2 separate regions of the Danio rerio genome follow, and region 2 is linked to region 1. A link is a contact called in public Hi-C data. All regions are on one chromosome and are shown on one strand. The core of a region is the stretch at or near the end of the contact, and the rest is flanking DNA. Distances in the headings are between cores, read along the strand shown.

Region 1 (5,131 bases), core at 2,244-4,743:
GCTTTATTTGTATAGCGCTTTTACAATGTATATTGTGTCAAAGCAGCTTCACATAAATGGTCATAGTAAATTGGAACAGGGTAGTTCAGTTTTAGTGTTTAAGTTCAGTTCAGTTCAGCTTGGTTCAGTGTGGTTTAAAATCATTGCTGAGAGTCCAAACACTGAAGAGCAAATTCATCGATGGGTAGCTCTACCGATCCCAAACCATGCAAGCTAGAGGCGACAGCAGAGAGGGAACAAAAAATTCACTGATAGGCAAGTGAAGAAAAAAACTTGAGAGAAACCAGACTCAGTTGGGCACGACCATTTTAATTTCTCTACTGGCCAAACGTCTTGTGCAGAGCTGCAGTCTCAGCGGCGGAGGCTGGATAAGAGTTTGATTAGCTAGCCCAGGTGTGTTGAAGCAAGTTGGAGCTAGGGTTGTAACGGTATGAATTTTTTACGGTATGATAATCATCTAAAACAATACCACGGTTTGACGGTTTCGCTGTATACGGTATGTTACAAATGTTACAAAATAATAGAACAGTGAAGCAAATTTGAATTTTTCCAAATAATATATTTTTAGTTACTATAAACAACACCACTTACAATGAACAAATAAAAAAATAAGAAAATAATAAATAAGTCAAAGTCCAAATAAAGTCCAAATAAACATGGTGCAAATCCTCAGTAAAAAAATAGATATAAATATTTACTATACTATAAATAGTTACATAACGAAACTAGATTCAATATGGAACATCCTTAGGTTTTATGTGCCAGCATGGATATGGTTGTCTGTGGATATGGATTTGGATATGGTTGTCTGCAATGCAGACAAACAGCTGCACCTTCATTTGCGTCTTTTGAAAACAGCAAGAGCAGCAGTTCGTCTTTGCTGTGTCACTGTTTTGTCATGTTTCTGTGCTGCTGTGCATGCAAAAGTACTTAGTATGAGAATTATTTCATGCAAAACTTTTTTTTTGCGTTTTATTTAGCCGCGCATAAATGTATGCCTTTCTCTCATTCTGTGTTGTTCAAAAAGCTCGTTTTTGGTACACAAACAAAAGCGAAACCTATGCTTATTGGTTGTGATATAGCGAGTCTGAACCAATCTGGGCATGGAGGAGGGACAATGCATCAATGTAGCATGTCTGGTTTGTCCGGAGACACAGTGACGAGCGTTTCTTTGTCAAATCAGCGTGGGCAAATGTTGATGACGTAACCGCACTGATTCCGGAGCCTCTGCAAGTCCGCGAATGTTATGTGATACAGCACTGGAAAGCTGAGATTCTCTTCTTTATGCCAATCTTTGAATTGTATGAATGGGATCAGCGGATCAAAAGTTATTAAACATTTAAGAGCAATACTTATTTTTAGCCGTGGGCGGCTGTCTCGGTCTTTAAGGGTTAAAACCGTTGATATGCAATTGTTCATGGTATGATAATCGTGCACGTTCAAATCGTGGTAAACCGTCATACCGGTATATTGTTACAACCCTAGTTGGAGCTAAACTCAGCAGGACACTGGCCCTCCAGGACTGATTTTGGACACCCCTGCTTTAAATTGATTGAGTTCTCTTATTCAGTCCCTTAATGCATGAAAATATGGCTTTATTCCAGTCCAGATTTTTATGCCCTTCACGTGTTAACTTCCCTCTATCTTGTTGACTTGGATGAACGTCAGTTGATTTATACTACACAAATGTCCACTACTGTTAGAACATCTGTATGGTAGATTTCAATGGAATTCTCTAAACCAGAAGTGCCCAAATTCGGTCCCGGAGGGTCAGTGTTCTGCAAAGTTTTACTTCAACCCTAAAAAGACACACATGAACAAGTTAATCAAGATCTTACAAGTCAAGCTGCGGTCACACTGAATTTTTCTCCCCATAGACTTCTATTCATATGCAAGCGACTGGAAACGCAAGTTTGTGCATCTAGTTTCGCAGTTCGCTGCGTTGGTAAGTTCAGGCTTGGAAAACTCTGACTAATCATGGCTAATGGCTAATCATCTTGTTTAATTGCGCCCCTTTTCGCAGCAACGTACTACAGAATTTCACACGCACAAACTCTAGTGTGACTGTAGCTTCATATTAAAAGGTTCCAGGTACGTGTGCTTAGGCAAGCTGGAGCTGAACTCTGCAGGACATTAGCCCTCCAGGGCTGAGTTTGGACACCCCTACTTTAAACCCTTAAGCTATTGGAAACTACTATGCTAATGCAAATGTTGTCACAATCAGAATGCTTTGTGGCACATATAGGTGCTGGAGTTTACATATGAAGCAGATTCACTCCCTCTGTCAAAATACATGGAGTGAGGGTCTGTCAATGTAAGATCCCTTGTTCACTTGACTAAGTGGAACGCACTTATATGACGGCAGGTTGGCTCTTGGCAGGTCATGGCGAATTAAATCCAATCACAACCTTTGACCATTGAATAATTCATTGGAATGAGTTGTTTGAAAACCTTAATTCAGGAAAGAAAGTTTGCTGTTCCTCTGAAATGCACAAATTTATCTCTAGCTTTTCTTTAGATTTTTTGGGGGCTAAAAACAGAAAATAAAAAAATACAGGAATGTTTTCATAATGGAAAACATTCCTGTATTTTCTTTACAGAAAACACTGGGTTCTATACAATACCTTCATGTTGAACCAACACAAATAGATCAAGTTAACTAACCCTAACTTGTGTTTACAAATTAATCAAACATAAAAAATAAATAGTCCCCCCCATAAAATCTCAAGAATTGTGGCACTTCAGCTCGTTTGAAGTAAGTATTTTGAACAAGCAGCAAAAATCTTTTTTTGAGACGTGCATCATTGGCAATATTATAGTCAATTTGTTGTGTGCTCTTTTGATTTTAGCTTGTAAGCAACCAGTATATATTCAATGTGTATTTCCAATAGTCACATGCTCACTGCTCATTCACAAAAAAAAAAAAAGTTCAATATCAAAAGCAGTCCATTTGTGTAAAAAAAAAATGTAATTACTGAACAGCAGGTGGCGCTTTAACACTTCTAACCCTCTTGACTGGCAGAATCTCCATTCAACTATAGGAAGATAGGGTTTCACAATCTGCCATTTTCATATTAAAGCTAAAGAATTGAGAATGGAGCAAGAAATATGAAAATATCACTTAATAACCGCTAAAAACTGGCAGCAGCGGCTGTGACAAACACGATGGCAAACTATAACCATCAAGCTTCATTACACCGCAATGGCAAACAAAAGCATTTCTTTTCTTCCAAAAACAGAACATTGTCACAGTTAATAATCTCTGATATAAAATTACGATCTCAGGCATTTACTCTGGAGAAACCTCTACTTTTCCAATCGCTTATAATAAGGATTTTTGAAATGCAAAGCAAGCCCATAATCTGTTGACTCGTCAAGGAATGTTTGAGAAAACCACAGTCATGCTAGATTTGCAGTGATCTGCCATCAGTGGCTTTCCTGCACTGTGTTCAGTTTTCCATCTATCATCCCGTCACTGAGAATGCGCTGATTCAGCACACAGACGGAGCTATTTAAAGATCCGCGGCCCACAATGATAAAGATAGCTGGCTCTCCTGTTGTCTAGCACAGACAACCAGATCATATCTGTTAGTGGTGCACAGAAAATAGATGCATCTTGGCCAAAATTGTTTCCATGAGGCCAGAACTTACACTGCTTTTTGTAGAATGAAGTCTTACGGTCTGGAGTTTATTTCATTTTTATTGATTTATTTATTTTTAAATGTAATATATTTAGTAATAAAAAAATAAATGGGCTTAATACACAGTACTATTTTTATATATATTTTCAAAGTATGTTATGCTCACCAACAGTGTTGGAGAAAGTTACTTTAGAAAGTAGTTTATTACAATATTGAGTTACTCCCCAATAAAGTACCTAGTTGCGTAACTTAATTATTTTCATGGTAAGTGTTGCGTGACCTTTGCATTACTTTTTCTGACCTGACTGAGGCGTGATCTCTTTCAGAACTTATTTTTTAAAAAAACACATAAATTAATGTAGGATATTGTTATCTTTGGAGAATGTCCTGACCTGTCGTATATACAGATTAATGACAGTTTAAAGCATTATTTTTGCTACTCTTGTACTTTTTGTCTTATTAAAAAGAAAAACCACTGTCTGTTCAGATAATCTTTTTTTTTCCCTATGGGTTCAAAATAATGAGAATATTTCTATTGCAGAAATGTAAGGCTCTGCCATCTTCATTTCTGTTTGTTCCTGAATTCTCTCATTGTGTGCGGGATTTAATGTGACTACGTTCATTTTAATTCGGCAATTTATTTTTTAAAAAGTGAATTAACTAAACTAAAAAGTTACTTGCATTACATTTTTTAAAAAGTGACTCTGATATTCGTTACTTGCTCGTTAATATTATATAACATATATATTACATATTTACACATCTATATTATATGTGATGCTTTAATTTGATGGTTTGATTTAAGTTACATTGCATCTACATGCCAACTAATAAAGCACACCGTTAGGTTAGGGTTAGTGTAAGTTGACATGTACTTGCAAAGTTTCTTCTAGTCAGTTAAATGTCTGTTTAGCAGCAGTATCAACAGATATTAAGCAGACAGTTTAATTCTCAAATGGGCCATCACAAAAAAGTGTTCTCTTAATATGTTACTCATCGTAAGCTCAACATTGCACACTATTGCTGCATTTATATCACCAAGAAAGGTAAAAGGTAAAAACAAAGTCATAATATGAAATCAGAGCTGAAAATAATCGTTTCTGTTTCTTTACACTCAGTTTCACTCACATTTAAACTCAATATTCTGAAGAAGGTCAAAGGAAAAAGTCTGAATTTTGAATTTACATTTTCATAATCCCGACTCTGCATTAAACTTAAAATAATTAATATTTTTCACAGTGGAAAATTTATAAAGTCAATTTTGATTTCATTTTTTGCAGTTCGGCAGGGGTAAAATTCTGAATGCTACTACATGCAGTTGCAGTTCTTGCATTTAAAATAAAAACATACTTCAGTCAGAGTCAGAATCGACATAAACACTGTTTTTTAATGAATATATATAACCCATTGTTTTTATTTTTTATTTTTTTTATTTCAGCAAATCTTTAGAAATTGCAAGATAAATAGACACAATGACAAGATTTTTGTTT
Region 2 (5,048 bases), core at 482-2,981, 320 kb after region 1:
TATTTTACAATGTCTGTTTGTTGTTTGTGAAGTGCCTTGAGTTCCATGAATGTAGGAAAAGTGCTATACAAATAAAATGTATTATTATTATTACTATTAATGTTGTTTTGAAGTCAAACTTGCATGAGATTTCAGTTCAAATATTCAAAGTACCATGGTAAACAATGTATGGCGCTGTCACTGAATGAATAAATGCGTTTTTTTTCTACTTAGACAATTATTTTAGGTATACACCCATATATTTTTCAAAATAGAGAGTGCGTTTATATATATATATATATTTATGTATTTTATTTGGTGAGGAGGACAATGAACATGTTCCCCCGGGATTTACGCCCGTGGTTGCGCCGCAAATCAAAAGCATCAGAGGTTGAATAAATGGCCTTAGCAGAAGCCATCGTGCATATCAAAAACAGGCAAAGCAATAGATTAATATTATTCAACATATCACAGGGATTTAAAGAAAAATATTAGATGTAACCCCATTTGTAATTTTTAACATTTTCAAAAGTAACTAATTTAATTACATATTTTTCTTAGTAACTGTAACTAATTACTGTTACTTTTATTTTGTAATTAAATTACGTAACGGCGTTACATGTAACTAGTTACTCCCCAACACTGCACTTAACAAGCGGATAGTCAATGGAATAATTGATCCAGCCGGGACTAAAATCAGCGACGTTTCTGCTGTGAGGCTACAGTGCTAACCACTGAGCCATCGTGTACCGTTTTGTTATATATGTACATATATCATTCATTCATTAATTTTCTTTTCGGCTTAGTCCCTTTATTAATCCAGAGTCGCCACAGCGGAATGAACCGTCAACTTATCCAGCATGTTTTTACGCAGCAAATGCTCTTCCAACCACAACACTTTCCTGGGAAACACCCACACACACACACTCATTCACACTCATACACTACGGACAATTTAGCCTACCAAATTAACCTGTACTGCATGCCTTACTGAAACCAGAGTACCCAGAGGAAACCCACGCAAACGCAGCGAGAACATGCTAACTCGACACAGAAATGCCAACTTACCCAGCCGAGGCTCGAAACAGCGACCATCTTGCTGTGAGGTGACAGCACTACCCACTGCGCCACTGCATCACCCAAAATGACTTAACCAGAACTATTTTATTTATATTTGGTCAGTCTTATTTATAGTTAACTAATTTTTTATTTATTGTGTTGTATAAATGATGTTATTATTGTTACATCATTTAAATATCCATTTAGTTTACAAATCAGATATGAAAGTTGGAAAAGCTTTATACTTTGTGTGGACGAAGCTAAAGATTTTTTATTGGTGTGAATTTTCTGCACTGCATCATTAGTAATGCAGATGTTCTGCATATATTTCACTATTAAAGTGTTTTAAAATGTAATATATCAATGAATCAGGAAAGTTGGAACAAGCCACATTTATATCCAAAATGAGTTAACCAGAACTAGAAATGTTGAAGTGATGCTTACATTTCTGGAGTGATGCTGACATCTCCTGGTTACACAGAGTATAGCAGTAGCATCCTGTATATCTTTCTCTATCTTCCTTTTTATTGAAAGCTGCTCATCACTATTAACCTCACACGCATAAAAAATAATATTTGATTAGTATATTATGTAAAAATAAACGCCCGTGTTGCTGTTTACTTCAGTGTAATAACGCTCCAGCAACCCTGAAGAATGTCACGTCGTCACTTCCGTTTGCAGAGAACGGACGGAGAGGATTTGCGTTACCGAGCGACCAAGAGGATTGACAGAGGAGCCAGTGGAGATTATTCGCTCTCCAGACACCCGTTGAATACACACACACATCGTGTTTTGATCATGGAATAATCTTCAATGCGGTCCGATTTGGTTCAGCGGTTGAGACGGCATTCAGGTAAATAAATCGGCGGCAGATGGTGATCGTGTAGGTCAAGCATCCTCTCTTCTCACAGTGTGACACGTAGCATCGCAGCGGTAATGACAATCGGAGGACGCTTGACCTGCTCGGGCTCAATCCCGTCATGGCGTCTATTCACACCGTAGCTTTAAGTGTAATCCATCCCTTCCCCATACATGGGTGCAATTTTGGCCGATGCCTATGCAGTCTGTTGGAGTAGTTTTGTAAGGGCCCGAGATTGCTGCTGCTAATACACTGGCATATACTGCAACGTTAGAGATTAATGCATGCAATGTAATGTTGAGTTAACGTTATATTAAGACGTCCTTTGTAAATCTATCATCTATTATTAATTTACCTGTCTTACTTTGCAGATAGCTATATATTACAACACATACTTAAATGTTTTAAAAACCGTTTGTCTTTCCTCAATCGGTCTGTCTATTTATCCAACGTTACATTTGAATCTATCTGTCTTTGTGTATCTGTCTAGCATGTCTGTCATTCAGCTTAACTCTATCTGTCTATCTATATCTGTCTCTCATTGTTAACCTGTCTGCCTACATTAAATGTGTACATTTGTCTGTCTAGATAGGATGTCTGTCATTCAGTCAAAATCTGTCTGTTTAAATTTTCTGTCTGTCTGTTTGTATCTGTATCTGTCTCTCTTTGTTAACCTATCTATCTATCTGTCTGTCTGTCTGTCTGTCTGTCTGTCTGTCTGTCTGTCTGTCTGTCTGTCTGTCTGTCTATCTATCTGTCTGTTTGTCTCTCTACATTTTAACTGATGTGTTGTTGCATCTATTCGTGCTAGCATGTATTTCGTTCAGTCTCTGTTTGTCTGTCTGTCTGTCTGTCTGTCTGTCTGTCTATCTATTTTGATTGCCTCTGTCTGTCTATCTGTATCTGTCTCTCTGTTAACCTATCCATCTGTCTGTCTAGTTAAACTATCTATCTATCTATCTATCTATCTATCTATCTGTCTGTCTGTCTGTCTGTCTGTCTGTCTGTCTGTCTGTCTGTCTGTCTGTCTGTCTATCTATCTGTCTGTTTGTCTCTCTACATTTTAATTGATGTGTTGTTGCATCTATTCGTGCTAGCATGTATTTCGTTCAGTCTCTGTTTGTTTGTCTGTCTGTCTGTCTGTCTGTCTGTCTGTCTGTCTATCTATCTATTTTGATTGCCTCTGTTTGTCTATCTGTATCTGTCTCTCTGTTAACCTATCCATGTCTGTCTAGTTAAACTATCTATCTATCTATCTATCTATCTATCTATCTATCTATCTATCTATCTATCTATCTATCTATCTATCTATCTGTCTGTCTGTCTGTCTGTCTGTCTGTCTGTCTGTCTGTCTGTCTGTCTGTCTATTTAAATTGTCTGTCTGTCTATAGTGTATCTGTTTCTCTGTTAGCCTATTAGTCTGTCTGTCTGTCTGACTGTATGTCATTCTAGTTAAACTATCTGTCTGTCCGTCCGTCCGTCCGTCCGTCCGTCCGTCCGTCCGTCCGTCCGTCCGTCCGTCCGTCCATCCATCCATCCATCCATCCATCCATCATCTATCTATCTATCTATCTGTCTGTCTGTCTGTCTGTCCACCTTTCTGTCTATTTAAATTGTCTGTCTGTCTATAGTGTATCTGTTTCTCTGTTAGCCTATTAGTCTGTCTGTCTGTCTGACTGTATGTCAGTCTAGTTAAACTATCTGTCTGTCTGTCTGTCTGTCTGTCTGTCTGTCTGTCCGTCCGTCCGTCTATCCATCCATCCGTCCGTCCGTCCGTCCGTCTGTCTGTCTTCATGTGTCCATCCATCTATCTTTCTGTATACAGTACCTATCTATCCATCTATCTTCCTAACCATCCATCCACCCATGTCTGTTTAATCTGTCTTTCTATCTATGTCTGTCTGTTTAATATGTCTATCTAACTGCTTGGTTATCCATATTCATTCACAGATAACCATCATGACCGATAGTCTTTTGAGCAAAGCCGCCACTATGGAAATACCCATCAACAGCAATGGGGACAGCAGGTCGGCAGAGGATGACAGTCTTGAGCAGGTGCGTATCCACTCTCCATCCAACTTGATTTTCAGTCCCGCCACTCAATTCTTCCTTGAACCACACCTAAATGTGCTGTGACGTCCTGTTCCCGTTGATACTGTGTGGCTGGATCTGAACAGTTGGCTTAATCACACATTAATGAGCTGTTGTAAATATAGACCCTGTCTTGCGATCCTGTTATGCTTGGTTACTTCAGCACATGTTTGTTTTCTCTGTGTTTGTGTCTGACCATCTTTTGTTTTTTCACGTTTTATGTTTCTTCATGTCACAGGGTGCACAGATTGGTGGGAGCTTAGATGAAATAGTAGGCACACTACCAGTGGCAATGGTGAGGGAGAGTTTGTGGGTGTCCCCGTTTGTTGGAGCCCTATTCCCTTTGATTTTAGTATGGTTGAAGGTTTGCATAGTTGCCCACAATGTAGTCGATGACTTTTCATGGGGTTCGGTGAAAGATTGATCGCAAATAGGAGCTATTTATTGCTGTAAAAAGTCAAGCCAAGATATGGAAATCAGTCAGGCAAATACTATATTTGCATGTGTTTATGGACACACCTGATTTCAATGGATTTATAGGGATTCACCATAACCAAAATGCCTAGTTTTTTGAGATTTTAATTTCTCATATTGAAGTTTTGGTAACACTTTACATCACAATTCTTGCTATTAATTACTCGTTTATTATCGGCCTATTTTTAAGTTATTAACTGTTCATTAGTAGTCATAAAATCCTACACTACCTGACAAAAAGTCTTGTTGTCAATCCCAGTTGTAAGAGCAACATATAATAACTCAATTTCTAGTTGATTATTAGGAAAAGTGGTAGAAGTTAGATTTTTCCAATTAATCTTCTGTTCAACTGCTTCCCAATCATCACAAATACTGCAGAAGACCTATTGGAACCCGCATGGACCCAAGACTCACAGGAATCAGTCAAGTTTGGTGAGGGAAAAATCATGGTTTGGGGTTACACTCAGTATGGGGCAGTGCAAGAGATCTGCAGAGTGGATGGCAACATTCACAGCCTGAGGTATCAAGACATTTGTGCTGCCCATTACATTATAAACCATATGAGAGGGCAAATTCTTCAGCAGGA

Evidence for each region. A called contact is a pair of places that touch in the nucleus more often than the background predicts.
Region 2: a Hi-C map of an unstated tissue shows a contact between it and region 1, with 6 times the contacts expected there. The contact joins the promoter of arfip2a here to the enhancer-like site in region 1. A contact is called at or near these places in 4 of 18 Hi-C or Micro-C datasets (caudal fin, fibroblasts, hematopoietic stem cells and 1 more) and 1 of 4 datasets of contacts at active chromatin or transcription factors (embryo).

The regions. Positions count from the first base shown.
Region 1 is chr15:34,539,263-34,544,393 of GRCz12tu, forward strand. No RefSeq gene overlaps it. Among named protein-coding and RNA genes, the nearest start is that of brca2, 20 kb to the left of the region's middle. Within about 2 kb of position 3,494, at least 2 of the 62 cell types and tissues checked have an H3K27ac peak or open chromatin away from gene starts, as enhancers often do.
Region 2 is chr15:34,858,790-34,863,837 of GRCz12tu, forward strand. arfip2a (ADP-ribosylation factor interacting protein 2a) reads left to right here and starts at 1,732. Exons shown (of 10, transcript NM_001005935.1): 1 at 1,732-1,891; 2 at 3,848-3,952. The coding sequence starts at 3,857. LOC141377874 (a long non-coding RNA gene) reads right to left here and starts at 1,715. Exons shown (of 3, transcript XR_012390971.1): 1 at 1,483-1,715.